3 separate regions of the Mus musculus genome follow, and regions 1 and 3 are each linked to region 2. A link is a contact called in public HiChIP or PLAC-seq data. All regions are on one chromosome and are shown on one strand. The core of a region is the stretch at or near the end of the contact, and the rest is flanking DNA. Distances in the headings are between cores, read along the strand shown. Region 1 has its middle 19 kb from the start of Scarb2. Region 2 holds the start of Sdad1 (SDA1 domain containing 1). Region 3 has its middle 20 kb from the start of G3bp2.

Region 1 (4,471 bases), core at 1,569-4,068, 220 kb after region 2:
TTTTTCGAGACAGGGTTTCTCTGTATTGCCCTGGCTGTCCTGGAACTCACTCTGTAGACCAGGCTGGCCTCAAACTCAGAAATCTGCCTGCCTCTGCCTCCCAAGTGCTGGGATTAAAGGCGCACGCCACCACGCCCGGCCATCATTAAGACTTAAGTCATCTATTTGTCTATATAGCATCACTACAAGATAGTACATCTTCATGGGTCTTCAGAGATCTGCTCCAAAGGGGTGCGCTACTACTTAGTGATTGCTATACATGTTTTATAATAACAGGAAAAGCATATTAATAGCAGGAATCCTTCCTAAAATGAGTCCCTCACAAGCTTGCTCAATGAGGGCTCACCTGTCGAAGATCACACAATAATCCCAAGCAGGCCACTTCAGGATGATCACCTGCCAGTTATTAGCTTGTCCCATTATGGCTCCTGACACCCAGCCTTGTAGCCTCCCCCAGCCTTGAGTAGGCTGGCTTTGACCTTGCTGCCCCTGAGTATGAGAATACCTGGGGTGGAACCTTCCGACTTAGATGGCTCTATTGTTCTGTCACCTGCCGCTGCTCTTCTCCAGGACACTGCTATCTGCTGAGAGGCCCTTGAGATATTTCGGAGACAGCATTGGGCAGATCCACCTACAGGATGGCAACAGGCACCAAGAATGGATTGGCGGGGATGGGCCTCCCCCCTTTTTAAGCACAGACTCTTAGTAAACTTGGGGGCCTTGAACAGAAACATGTCTTGGCCTCCATTATTTCTCTTGTCGTTATCTCCCATACAGCTCCAGCCTCCCACTCAGGAACCCAGTTAGTGTGGCTGCAGGCGGCTTAACACAGCCTCATCTTTATTTTGCTTTAGAATTCTTTTATTTAATTAGTATACTTATTTTATGTATATGAGTACACTGTTGCTTTCTTCAGACACACCAGAAGAGGACATCACATCCCATTATAGATGGTTGTGAGCCACCATGTGGTTGCTGGGAATTGAACTCAGGATCAGGACATCTGGAAGAGCAGTCAGTGCTCTTAACCACTGAGCCATCTCTCCAGCCCCTGGGACACTTTTATACTGAGAGAATTCTTCTTTAGATATTCTCACTTTCCGTTCCCTTCCCCTACATAAGCATGTAGGTGTTTTGTTTGTTTGTTTGTTTCAAAACATAAAAAAACAAGAAAGAGAAAAACCATTTGTTTTTCTTTTGTTTTGCCTTGTTCCAGTTCTCTCCTGAAGCAGCAAACCCAGTGTTTTCTTCACACAATGGTTCCATTGTTTCTGGGTTTGTGTGAGTCCTAGGTTGACTCAAATCTAGGGCTTTAGGTATGCTAGCCTAGTGCCTCTGACTAACAGAACATGTGTTTGGGGTGGAATACAGGAGAGTATAGTGAATGAAGAAGCAGGGGAGAAAAAAAATGAGAAGAACCCAGCTGTGGTGACACATGCCTGTAACCCCAGCGCTTGAGAGCCTGAGGTAGGAGAACGTCAAATTCAAGGCCAGCCTGAGCCACATATTGTGGCCTCTGCTTTTTTGTTTTTGTTTTTTGTTTATAGGATTTACTTGTTTATTTCATGTATATGAGTACACTGTAGCTGTCTTCAGACACACCAGAAGAGGGCATTAGAACCAATTACAGATGGTTGTGAACCACCATGTGGTTGCTAGGAATTGAACTCAGGACCTCTGGAAGGGCAGTCAGTGCTCTGAACCTCTGAGCCATCTCTCCAACCTGGTCCCATTTTGAAAACTTTGTGTTTATGGGTGTTTTGCCTGCATTGTGTCCTGATTCCTGTGGACGGCATCCGATCCTTTAGAACTAGAGTCCTAGATAAGCTGTCACATTGGTGCTAGGAATTGAACCCAGATCTTCTGGAAGAGCAGCCAGTGCTCTTAACCATTGAGCTATTTCTCTAGCCCCTTTGTCCCCATAAAGAAACAAACAAAAAAATATGAGTTGGGAATGTAGTTCAATGGTAGAACACTCTACTAATGCTCTGCCTGTGTTTAATGCCTCGGGGCAGGGGGAGGGGCAATAAAAGCCTAACAGCAGATATCCATATAGTAAGATCTCCCTATGTTGTGCTGCATTTAACCCTTCCATGACCCTATGAAGATGATGTTCCATTCCTATTCTCAAAATGAGAAAACAGATATAGATAAGTGGTTAAAGCAACCCAGCATCTTATGGCCAGTCGGGAGTGAAGCTGAAACTGAAATAAACCTGGCACCTGTGCAGGCTGGGAAGTTATTAACCACAGCTTGGCCTCCAGCTCTCCGAATCTATTGGAAACAAAGGAAAAGTGGTGAGTTTGCTGGAAATACTGTGTGTTTAGAATGCTTCTCAAGGCTGTTAACATTTCTCAGGTTCTGACATAAAGCCGGTTCTCTCCAGATTTTCGTTTTTGTAGGAGCAAAATGAGGTTTGGATTCTTGGTGGAGGTGGCTTTTGAACTCAACAAGGCAATGCCAGCATGTTGCAAAATCTCAGAGCTGTCTGGTTTCCTGGACCTTGCAACATCGGTTGAACGAGCAGCAGGTGAAGGTTTGTATTCATTCTTTAATGAGTCACTTCACTAGGAGAAGTTGTTGAAATGAGAGTCTCTCTGAAGGAGAGACAAGAAGGAAGAAAATGAAGAGAGTCATGGGTCAAAGTGAGTCTTGTGAGACCCAGACGTGGCCAGTGGCTGTTTCAGCAAGAATACGGATGTGGCAGGGGACTGGCAGATAGCCAAGCTGGGGTTAAGAGAGTTGTGGTAGTCAATAGTATGTAGTGATTAGATAGAGACCAAGACAAACAGCCTAAGGAAAGGACGGTTTGGGCTCTGTGGTTTCAGTTTTGGGTCCAAGGCTACTGGTCCGCTGGTTCCCTTCTGGGATGCATGAAGCAGAAACCTAGGGCATACAAGCTTGAGAGAATTGATTTTTAAGCCTCCTGAAAAATGGGAGGGAAAATACAATGTACAAAATAAGATTGTTTCTCAACGTGATAAATTATGCTACCTGGCTAGACTCTTGCTCACCTCTACCTCCACTTATCCTGAAGCCCAGAGGGCCAGGTGGCATACACTTTTAATGCAGAAATTTGGGAGATGGAGACAGAAAGATCAAATTAAGGCCATATTCCCCTACATTGGGAGTTTGAAGTCAGTTTGGGCTACAGAGACCTCATCTCAACAAACAATAGGAGAGTGGCTCTTCTGTAGAAGAGTGGAGGTAAAGGTGAGCAAGAGTTCACTAGGCAGCATAATTTATCACGTTGAGGAACAATCTTATTAATTGATTAAACCTTCTTATCCTTATAAAGGTCAATATGAAAATGCCTGACTGCATCTGTCTGAGCTGCTGTAACAAAACCCTTAAAACTACATCTCATGCCAGGTGTGGTGGTGCACACCTTTAATCCTAGCACTTGGGAGGCAGAGGCAGGCAGATTTCTGAGTTCGAGGCCAGCCTGGTCTACAAAGTGAGTTCCAGGACAGCTAGGGCTATACAGAGAAACCCTATCTCGAAAAACCAAAACAAACAAACAAACAAATAAACAAAACAACTACATCTCTTACAAACAGCAGAAAATCTATTTCTTACAGCGCCCAAGGCTGGGAGTTCTAAGATGAAGGTGGCAGCAGGTTTTTTAACCCAGTGATGGCCCAGTTTCTGGTTCATAGCTGGTGCGTGCTTCTGTGCCTCCATATAGTGGAAGGGGCTAGCTAACTTTCTAAGACATCTATTATAAGGTCACTATTCCTCATGACCTCTGTCATCGTGACCTATCACCATCCAAAGGTTTGATCTCCCAGAACCATCACTTTGGGGGTGAGCAGGGGATTAAGACTTCAGCATGTTAATGGGGCAGGACACACAACCGTCTACACCACAACACTGCATGCTCAGAGAACTTAAGAGCAGTATATTGGTCAATTTTACTGCTGTGATCAATTACATGAGAAAACAACTACAAACTTCTTACTTTCCTGTGAGTTAAGCATCCCAGCAATTTACAGGCTTTGTGTTAGTGAAGACATAGAATTAAAGAACAGAGAACACATCCCATACTCCTATTTTATCTGAAGGCGATCAGCGGTTGTGAACCTTTATAAATCTAAAGAAGGATTACTTAGCAGTTGGAGCGGCCATTCCTGATTGTCAACTTGATTATATCTGGAGTGAACTACAATCCAGAATTAGAAGGCTCACCTGTGATTCAGATCTTGCGGCTGGAAGACACAAGTTTCTGACCTGGATCTTGGCATGGAGATCTTGGCCTAGTGGCCATGAAAAGTTTAGGCCCAAGCAAAGTAGTAATACAGGCTTCTAATCCCAGGAGACTAAGGCGTGGAGATCTCTGAGTACAAGGTCAGCCTGGGACAAAGCAAGTCCCAGAGTCAGGTGTGGTGGTACACACCTTTAATGTGGGCCACACCTTCTGCTGGAGACCTACTTAAGGACATTGGTAGAAGGAAAATTAGCTCTCTCTTCT
Region 2 (4,887 bases), core at 1,538-4,037:
GAGTTGGTTAGTATGCACCCTCTTTGTTCCTTACTGATACTGGTCACTTTCCAGAGGGAGTCCTTCCTCTTCACCGTGACTTGGCTTTGAGTCCCACCTCAATCACTGCCCAATCAGCAGGCCATGGGGGGCTATGACTTCCACCATCTTGGGAGAAACTCTGGACTCCGCTCCATTTCCCTTTCTACTTGTCAGAAAAAAAAAACCCCTAAAAACTGTCTTACATGGTACCCGGATAATCTAAACTCCTCAGCGGCTCCTAGAAACACCGGAAGTAAAACCTAACCGCTTACCACTATCGAAAAGGCTCTGACCTCACCGCATTTCCCACGCTACACTTAAGTGACAATGTTCCTGCTTCATTTATTTCCACGACAGCTTCTGTGAGTCCTGTTCTCCTGCCTGGAACGCTCTGACCTGCCTGGCCCAATACTACCACTGCAGGAAAGGCTTCCCTTCCCTCAACAGTCTGCAGTCTCTATTCTAACATCCTCACCTAGCCTTATCTTACACAGGTACCGTCCTCCTAAGAACGAGAGTCCAAAAGACGGCATGGCTCCATTATCTGCTTACTTGTCCCTGTATTCTCAATGTCTACAAATATACTGCAGTGTGTGTGTGTGTGTGTGTGTGTGTGTGTCTGCACTAAAGCAGATGGAGGAGGCGGCTATTACCTTTCTTGAATACTAAAATACAAAGGTTGTTATTGAACCTTCCTTGGTTTCACAGCAGGTCAGAAATAGAACCAGAGCTTTGGGTCAGCTGTAAAACTAACGGTCTCAAGCACCCACTGACAGGATTTGGACAGTACAAAAAAAGAACGGAGAAAAGGGGGTGTCTGCGATGAAAAAGAAAGCAGGGCCAGGCCAGTGAAGACAACTCCAGAATGTCAGGAAGGCTTCACTGCTATCTCTCAGACTGGAGGCTCGCAGGTGGAATACGTCAAGAACCGTATAAACCAAACCACACCTTCCAATCAATAAACAGACTATAAAGGATTGAATTGACAACTCTCAACATAAATACAAAGGCCGGTAACTATGTGAAAAAGTGTGCAACATGCAAATTAAAATAATCTGAGATTCTATCTCACCTCATCGGAATGGCTGTCAGCAGGCAAAAGACAGACAGCAAATGTGGGAAAACAGAAACTATATTCCCCTTCTCTCTCACGCTCCACACACATGCACACACACACCACTGGTGGGGATAGAGTGGGAGCACACACACACACACACACACACACACTCGCACACACACAGCTCATGGTGCGGATGTCCATGGTAGAACCACTATGGACAAACTAAAACTGGCCTTCTACGGCCTGGTTTATAATAAAAGGACTCTGATCAAACACCATAGACACACTTGCACATTTGTGTTTACTGGTGCACGAACCACGGCAGCAAGAAGCAGAGCCAGCCTTTAAGTCCATCAACAGAATGTGTAGTGAAAATGTGGTACATGCATTTAGTTTTTTCCAATCAAGAGCTGAAACCATGACAACAGGAGGAAAGATGTTAAGAAATTAAACCAGACTCAGAGAGGTAGCCTGTTTCCTCTCAGAAGCAAAAGTCAGATTTCAATTTAGTTTGTGACACAAGTTAGAAAGGGGAACCCAGTAAGAGCTTATGTTTAATGTGTATTGAGAGCTTGCCTACTTGTATGTGCGTGTATACATATGCCTAGTATCCAGAGGCCAGAAGTCGGGTGTCGCATCCCCTAACACTAGAGCAACAGATGGTTATGAGCTATCATGTAAGTGCTGGGCCTTGAACCCAGGTCCTCTGGAAGAACAGCCAGTGCTCTTAACCATTGAGTCAACTCCCCAGCTCTGGAAGAAGAGACCTTAAAGGGATGCAGGGAACTGAAATAAATGTGATGTGTATACAGAAGTGAAGTGGGGGCTGTCTGAGGAGAGAAGGGGACCAGTAAGGGGGGGGGGGAGACAGGGAGGATTGGGAAGGGCGGTGTGTAAGAAGACAAATAATAAAGGCAAAGGCGCGTCTTAATCTATCTACCAGGTTAAGAGTACAAAGTCACGGCCTTCATTTCGTGGTTCTTATGAATTCACACACTTGGAGTATGCCATGCCCCTCACAAACTGGACCTAACAGAGTTTTAGACCGCACATTTCCCTCAAAGCATTTTTTTCAAATCTAGCTCAGGGTGACTCCCAGGGAGTTTGAACTGTGGCTTAACTACATCTTCTACACTCTTGACTGTGGGGTGGCCCTGCCATCTGAGAACTCCTTGCTCTTCTTGGCAGAGCTTGGGGCACTCGGGAGAGGCCGTCTGTGGAAAGCATGTTTAACACACGACTCATCGTATGCTAGGGGCTAACTCGAGTTTTTGCTCTGAGGCGGCCAACGGACGTTACCGGCCCACGTCGGCGAGGCGGGCGGATAAACCCGGAGGCAGCAGGTTTTAGGGTGTGTTTCAGTGTTGGTGGGGTCTGCATGTCCCGTCCCCCGTATCTCCATCCCCCGTCCGTTTCCTCCCCAGGCCCCCGGAAGCACACCGGAGCATCCCGGGGAGCCGGATCCCGGTCCCACCTCCTCCACGTAGGCCGGCGGGTCCCGCTTGATCAGGTTCTGTAACTGCGGCAGGTTGCTGGGCAGCTTGTTGTTGTTCCTGCCGGACATGGTGGCTGTGGGTGGGCTCCCTGGCGAGCAGTGCTTGGAAAACGTCCGCCTCTGTCAGTCGCAGCCCGGGCCCCGCGGCAGCTTAGACTCGTGGGTCCCAGTGTAACCGGAAACGGCACGTGGGACACGCCGCTTGCCCGACCGAGCTACGGAACGCTCAGAGGATCAAACTTCACCACCCTGCTGCAACTCTTTGTAGGCGTCTGCACGCTATCGGTCCCTGCCGGTGGACAACCGCTACTGGTTGTCACCAAACTCTGGAGCAGGTTTCCTTATCTCAACATTCTTTTCCACTGAAAACAATTTTTATACAATATATTTGATCATGTTCTTTTTCCTCCGCCAATTCCTCCCAGTTCTCCCCATCTAGCTCAGCATTCTTATGGTGGCCCAAATAAATGAGGATTAATATGGGACTCAGGTATGACAGCATACAACTGTAATCCCTGTACTCAGGAAGCTGAGGCAGGAGCATTATATTTGTTTGGGGCAAGCCCGAGGCTTACTCTGTCTCAAGAAAAACGACAGAAATTAAGCAGGGGCCTGGGGACTGGTTCAGGTGTCCTATCTCATAGGAGACCCTAGGTTTCTTCTCCAGCTCTCCATAAACTGCGTGTGTTGGCTCATGCCTGCAACCCGCATACTCAGAGAAGAGGCGGCGGGAGGGTTGAGACTCCAAGGTCATCCTCAGTTACATAGGAATTTGAGAGAAACCTGAGATACATGAGATCCTGTATTATAAAATGAGGATTAGGGGCTGGAGATGGTTTAGCAGCTAAGATCTGGTACTGCTGTAGGGACTCAGGCTCAGTTTGCAACACACGGTGGCTCTCAACCATCTATAGTTAACTCCAGCTCCTGAGAAATGTGTGCCCTCAGCAGGTGCCTGTGCTCACAGCACACATACCCACACAGAGTTGCACACACATCACTAAAACAAAAACCTTGTCAGAAATGAGAATCATTTTCTTTTAGGCTGTACTAAAGGTAGAAGAAAAAAATCCATGAGGAGTATGCTTAGAGAATATGTTTTAGAGAATGGCAAAGAGCAGGGGTGGAGGTTAGATTGTTTTTTTGTTGGTGTTGGTTTGTTTGTTTGGTTTTGTTTTTTGAGACAGGTTTCTCTGTGTAGCCTTGGCGGTCCTGGAACTCACTCTGTAGACCAGGCTGGCCTTGAACTCAGAGATCCATCTGACTCTGCCTCAGGAGTGTTGGGTCTTAAAGGTGTGTGCCACCACCGCACCCAGGCAACTCTCTTAATTCTAACCACAGAGGGGAAAACAGCTGTTGGATGGTAACTAGGTTTTTGTTTTGTTTTGTTTTTGTTTTGTTTTGTTTTTTTCGAGACAGGGTTTCTCTATGTAGCCCTGGCTGTCCTGGAACTCACTCTGTAGACCAGGCTGACTTTGAACTCAGAAATCTGCCTGCCTCTGCCTCCCTACTGCCGGGATTAAAGGTATGCGCCACCACTGCCCGGTAGATGGTAACTAGTCTTACACTAATAGATGAATCAAGGTGTTATTATTCTGTGTAACCTAAGCAGTTTCCTAGATCAACTTCATCCAAGGTTACCTGACACCATGTTAGAGCCCAAATCAAAAGAAATTTATAATCATATCTGGATAAGTCCTGAGGACAGTTAGATCAAGAGTGCTCGTGAGGGCGTTAGTGTTCTATGAGGGGATTTTTCCTTCCAGAGGCCGTCAATGTTTGTGGAATGTAGATGGCTAACTTCTAAAGTTTTTCCCAATTCTTTAATCATAAGATTAAAGCAACATTTTAATTTTTTGAAAATTTCCTAAAATATGTTTTTGATCATATTACTCTTCCCCTAACTCCCCCAGACCCACTCTCTCTCCTCTCTCTCTTCCTCCCCCTCCCTTTCCTTTCCCCTCCCCTTTCCTCTCCCCCTCCCTCTCCTTTTCTGTCTTCATCAAGTCCAGTTTGTGCCGTTTGTATATTTTTGGATGTGCAGCCGTCCGCAGAACATGGTCATCTTCATAGGCACTACATTGCTGAAGAAAACTGACTCCCTTGTCACCTTGTCATCCAGCAGCTATCAGTGAGCAGTAGGTCCTTGCAGAGGACAGGTTCAGTTCCCAACAACGACATGGTAGCTCACAACCATACGGAACCCAAGTTCCAGGGGGTCTAATGCCCTCTTCTGACCTCCTTGGGTACCAGGCATGCATATGGTGCATATACATTCCTGCAGGCAAAACGTTCATATATATTAAATAAA
Region 3 (4,346 bases), core at 937-3,436, 210 kb before region 2:
AGAACTAACATCCGGTGACTAATAGGGAAAAGCCTTCGGAATCTATTGATGCAGCAGAGTCACTGGACTCCACCAACCCCAAAACTAGGAATGTCATCAGATAGCAGCTGTAGAAAGGCCTAGAGCGCAAGGCCGGCAGAAAGCAGCTCTCCCGCCCTGCTGGGACTGCCTCTAAAGCAGCCATCCCTGCATTTTAACTTTCCTTGATTTGGGGATTTCTTTGTTCTGTAAAAACTATGTAACTGTTTCGGTGTTGGGACAAAGAATTTAGGATAACCTACATCTGTGCTGCCAGGCCATAGACAATCAAAATGGTGCCAGGATAAACTATCTTTTCTTCCCTTAAGATGAGAGTGGTGGGTTTTGCACTGAGAGTGTCCAAGCCATAAACATTGCTTGAGTCCTACAAATGTGGACAGTCACTAGGGAGATGATAGGTCTGTCGACCTAATGGGAAGGGAGGTGGCTGAGGATGGCTGTGAATGCGAGGGCAACATGGGCTACCTAGTGAGTTCCAGGGCAGCCTAGGCTACAGTGTAAGACCTGTCCTTACAAATAAACAAACAAGATAAATGCAAAATCCTACCACTTTCTCTTTTTTTCTTTCCCTTCAAAGCCCAGATATTTTTTGGGGGAAAAGGAGAATAGAAGAGTCTCCCAAGCTGGCCTTGAATTCATTGGACAGTGAGGATGGCCTTAACTCCCAATCCTCTGGCTTCAGTGTCCCAAGAGCTGAGATCACGGTTACCCAAGTAACCGCAGCACGCACACATAGGGATCAGTATTTATCACGCAGGCTCCTGTGACCAAGTTTCCCTCTCTTCTCCTGCAGCTTTGTACCTATTACCCACCAGGTGTCTTGGCCTAAGTTAGGGGACACCCTGTGCTCTGAACTTGTCTACAGAAAATGGCTCTGCTTTAGGTGACCTCCCAGGCATCCAGACCACCTGTCCATCCATTCTGAGTTTGGCTCTCCCTGTGTATTGTTTTTATGGCTAATAAAAAGCGAAATGTGCTGGGTGTGGTGGCGCACACCTTTAATCCCAGCACTCGAGAGGCAGAGGCCGTTGGATTTCTGAGTTCAAGGTCAGCCTGGTCTACAAAGTAAGTTCCAGGACAGCCAGGGCTACACAGAGAAACCCTGTCTTGAAAAAGAAGAAAAAAAAAAAAAAAGCGAAATGCACTTGGAAGCACTCTTTGAATTACAGGATCGAGCATTTGAGCCAAAGAGATGAAGAGGCCGCATGCTGATGAAGACAGGACACATTGGACCCAAACTGAGAGAATGCCCACGATTTGGCTGTAGCCTTCAATGAGAGGTAGAAACCAGACAGCCAGGAGTTAAGACAATATGTGGTGAGGAAGTCAGAGCGCCCGAGAAAATCCGTTGATATTTATGGTAGTTGAGTGAGGTTTGAGCTGTGTTTGTTTTGGCTGTAGAGTTGCCAGGGCTACGACAAGCACAGGCTGAACTGTTCTGTGACCACCTTTGATGTCTGAAGCTCAAATCATCTATTCTCTCCTCCCTTCCTCTCTCCTTCTTCCTCTCCCTCCCACCTGTGTGTGTGTGTGTGTGTGTGTGTGTGTGTGTGCATATGTGTAGGGGGCTTTGGAATTAGAGGGGGCATTCGAGAATGCTTGGCTTTTGCTCAGGTACTGATGATCCAAACTCAAGTCTCCTGCTGGAGGAAGCAAACATTTTCCCGTTGAGCCATCTTCTCTCCTGGTCCTCCTCCTAGCCTAGTTCCCGGGTGCTGGGATTCCAGACAGGCACTGCCACAACTGTCTGCATCACTTACTCTTATAATTTTGGTTGTGAGCCTAGCCTTTAACGGCTGAGCCATCTCTCCAGCCTGCATCACTTACTCTTAATTGGTCCTGGGGAAACATTGATCCTGTCATATACCTTCTCCTTCCAAGGAGAAGACAGCAGCTTATGTGGGTTCGACACGAGGTGGGACTCGAACCCACACTCACTCATATGCCTGTGCCTGCCCACAACCACAGCAACACAGACCGTGGATGACAAAGGCTCTCAGTGCCCACTGCCTGGGGACCACAGGAGGACCGTCAAAGAGCAGGCTATGTGAGAGAAGGGAGGCTACGTCCTTTCCTGTTTTGTACACTTGTGTTCAGCCACCAGCATCCCGCGGCCCTGGCAGAAATCAGTTCATTTACCAGCCTACAAGCAGTTGTTCCCAGTCGTCAGTGTCGTCACGGAATGAGGACTAAGTCGCGACTGAGGACACCAATGGGCAGCCTGCTAATTTTATAAATGTCATCCTTCCCCACAGCTCCCAGTTCACGTACGCACTGGGCGTGAAGATAAACTCAGCATTTTCCACAAGGCAGGTGCCCAGACAGACTCGCTTAAGCAGTTAGAAATTGGCAGCTCCTGGTAAAGACAAGCTGGAGGGAAGCCTCCTCCCCCTCCCCCTCCCCCTCCTCCTTGCCCTCCTCCATGCAAAAGTAGAGGCTGGGAGTGAAGCTTGGTGGGGGAACACCTGCTAGTGTGCTCCAGAGCCTGGGTTCAATCATAAGCATAGCAGGAAGAAAAAGACATTCAGAATTTATTTTTATCCACTATCATAGAATAAATGAAGATGTGTGTATCTGTGTGTGTGTGACAAAGAAAATAAGACAACCAAGAGAATGCTGTCTGGGAAAGCACAAACCACGAAATGGATGCATTTTGGTAAAATCTTGACAAATGAGCAAGCAATGTGTGGCAAATGTGCCAGGACTGGGGAGGTAGAGGCAAAAGGATCAAAAGTTTCAAGGTGCCGGGCATGGTAGCTTAATCCCAGCACTCCGGAGGCAGAGGCAGGAGGATTTCTGAGTTCCAGGCCAGCCTGGTCTACAAAGTGAGTTCCAGGACAGCCAGGGCTATACAGAGAAACCCTGTCTCAACACCCCCCACCACCACCACCACCAAAAAAGTTTCAAGGTGACCCTTGTCTAGATGCAAAGTTCACAGCCAGCCTCGGGTACTTGAAACTATCTCAACAACAAAGAAACAAACAAAAACTGTAGCTGAAATTACATCTCTAAAATTTCCTTTGAAATAATAAATGTAGGCGTTTGAGTAATGATAATGAACAAATGAGATGAGCCGTGGGCCTATAATTTAATCCAAATAACAGATTTAGGATCTTTTTTTTTTTTTAAAGATTTATTTATTATTTTATGTAAGTATACTGTAGCTGTCTTCAGACACACCAGAAGAGGGAGTCAGATCTTGTTATCTGATGGTTGTGAGCCACCATGTGGTTGCTGGGATTTGAACTCTGGACCTTCGGAAGAGCAGTCGGGTGCTCTTACCCACTGAGCCATCTCACCAGCCCCCAAATAACAGATTTAGAACACTCTTCTCACTATGGTTATCTGTCTGTCTTTTTTTTTTTTTTTTGAGACAGTTCTCACTATATCGACCAAGCTAGTCTGGAACTCACAGAGACCACTGTTTCTAACCCTGAAAGTGCTAGGCACTCCAGGGATGTCTGACATTTTCCTTTTCTTTCTTTGCAAGTGAATTGCACAGGTGTCTCTTTTTTTTAAAGATTTATTTATTATTATTCATTAGTACACTGTAGCTGTCTTCAGATGCACCAGAAGAGGGCGTCAGATCTCATTACAAATGGTTGTGAGCCACCATGTGGTTGCTGGGATTTGAACTCAGGACCTTTGGAAGAGCAGTCAGTGCTCTTAACCTCTAAGCCATCTCACCAGCCCCCGACATTTTCAACAATATAAAATTTAGAAATTTAACACACTTATCTCAGCATTTTGTAAACACTAACAACAAAAACCACAACAGCCTGAAAGAAATAGGCAATACGAACAATCCACTGTGTGTATAGCTGCTACAAATCTCATTAGTGGTCTTTAGTGGGCAATTCATAAAAGAAGAATTTTTGCTTGGTTGGTTGATTGGTTGGTTGCTGGTTGTTTTTAGTTTTTCAGACAGGCTTTCTCTGTTTAACAGCCCTGACTGTCCTGGAACTCACTTTGTAGACCTCAAACTCATAGAGATCCCCTTGCCTCTGCCTCCCAACTGCTAGGGGAAAAAAGTCTTTTTTTTGTTTGTGTTTTTTACTGTGTGTTGGCTTTTGCCTGCATGTTTGTCTGAGTAGGGGTGTTGGATCCCCTGGAACTGGAGTTGCAGGTGGTTGTGAGCTGTCATGTGGGTGCTTGGAACTGAACTCAGATCCTCTGGAAGAGCAGCCAGTGCTCCTAACCACTGAGCCATCTCTCTCTCGCTCTCTTTCTCTCTCTTTTTTTTGTTTTGTTTTTTCAAGACAGGGTTTCTCTGTATAGTCCTGGCTGTCCTGGAACTCACTCTGTAG

The links. HiChIP or PLAC-seq counts read pairs in DNA pulled down with a chosen protein or histone mark.
Region 1: an H3K27ac HiChIP or PLAC-seq map of microglia shows a contact between it and region 2, with 7 times the contacts expected there. The contact joins the enhancer-like site here to the promoter of Sdad1 in region 2. A contact is called at or near these places in 7 of 39 promoter capture datasets (embryonic stem cells, hippocampal neurons, liver and 2 more), 1 of 484 Hi-C or Micro-C datasets (embryonic stem cells), 1 of 115 datasets of contacts at active chromatin or transcription factors (microglia) and 1 of 9 other capture datasets (liver).
Region 3: a contact with region 2 is called in a FOXA1 HiChIP or PLAC-seq map of pancreatic cancer cells. The contact joins the enhancer-like site here to the promoter of Sdad1 in region 2. A contact is called at or near these places in 1 of 39 promoter capture datasets (fetal liver), 1 of 484 Hi-C or Micro-C datasets (CD8 T cells), 2 of 115 datasets of contacts at active chromatin or transcription factors (large pre-B cells and pancreatic cancer cells) and 3 of 9 other capture datasets (adipose tissue, liver and pancreatic islet).

Annotation. Positions count from the first base shown.
Region 1 is chr5:92,522,438-92,526,908 of GRCm38.p6, forward strand. No RefSeq gene overlaps it. Among named protein-coding and RNA genes, the nearest start is that of Scarb2, 19 kb to the left of the region's middle. Within about 2 kb of position 2,819, at least 35 of the 459 cell types and tissues checked have an H3K27ac peak or open chromatin away from gene starts, as enhancers often do. A contact at or near this core is called in liver and microglia, where this site is marked.
Region 2 is chr5:92,307,237-92,312,123 of GRCm38.p6, forward strand. Sdad1 (SDA1 domain containing 1) reads right to left here and starts at 2,788. Exons shown (of 22, transcript NM_172713.2): 1 at 2,556-2,788. The coding sequence starts at 2,645.
Region 3 is chr5:92,101,790-92,106,135 of GRCm38.p6, forward strand. It overlaps a transcript of G3bp2 not described here. Among named protein-coding and RNA genes, the nearest start is that of G3bp2, 20 kb to the left of the region's middle. Within about 2 kb of position 2,187, at least 62 of the 459 cell types and tissues checked have an H3K27ac peak or open chromatin away from gene starts, as enhancers often do. A contact at or near this core is called in CD8 T cells, adipose tissue, pancreatic cancer cells and 1 more, where this site is marked.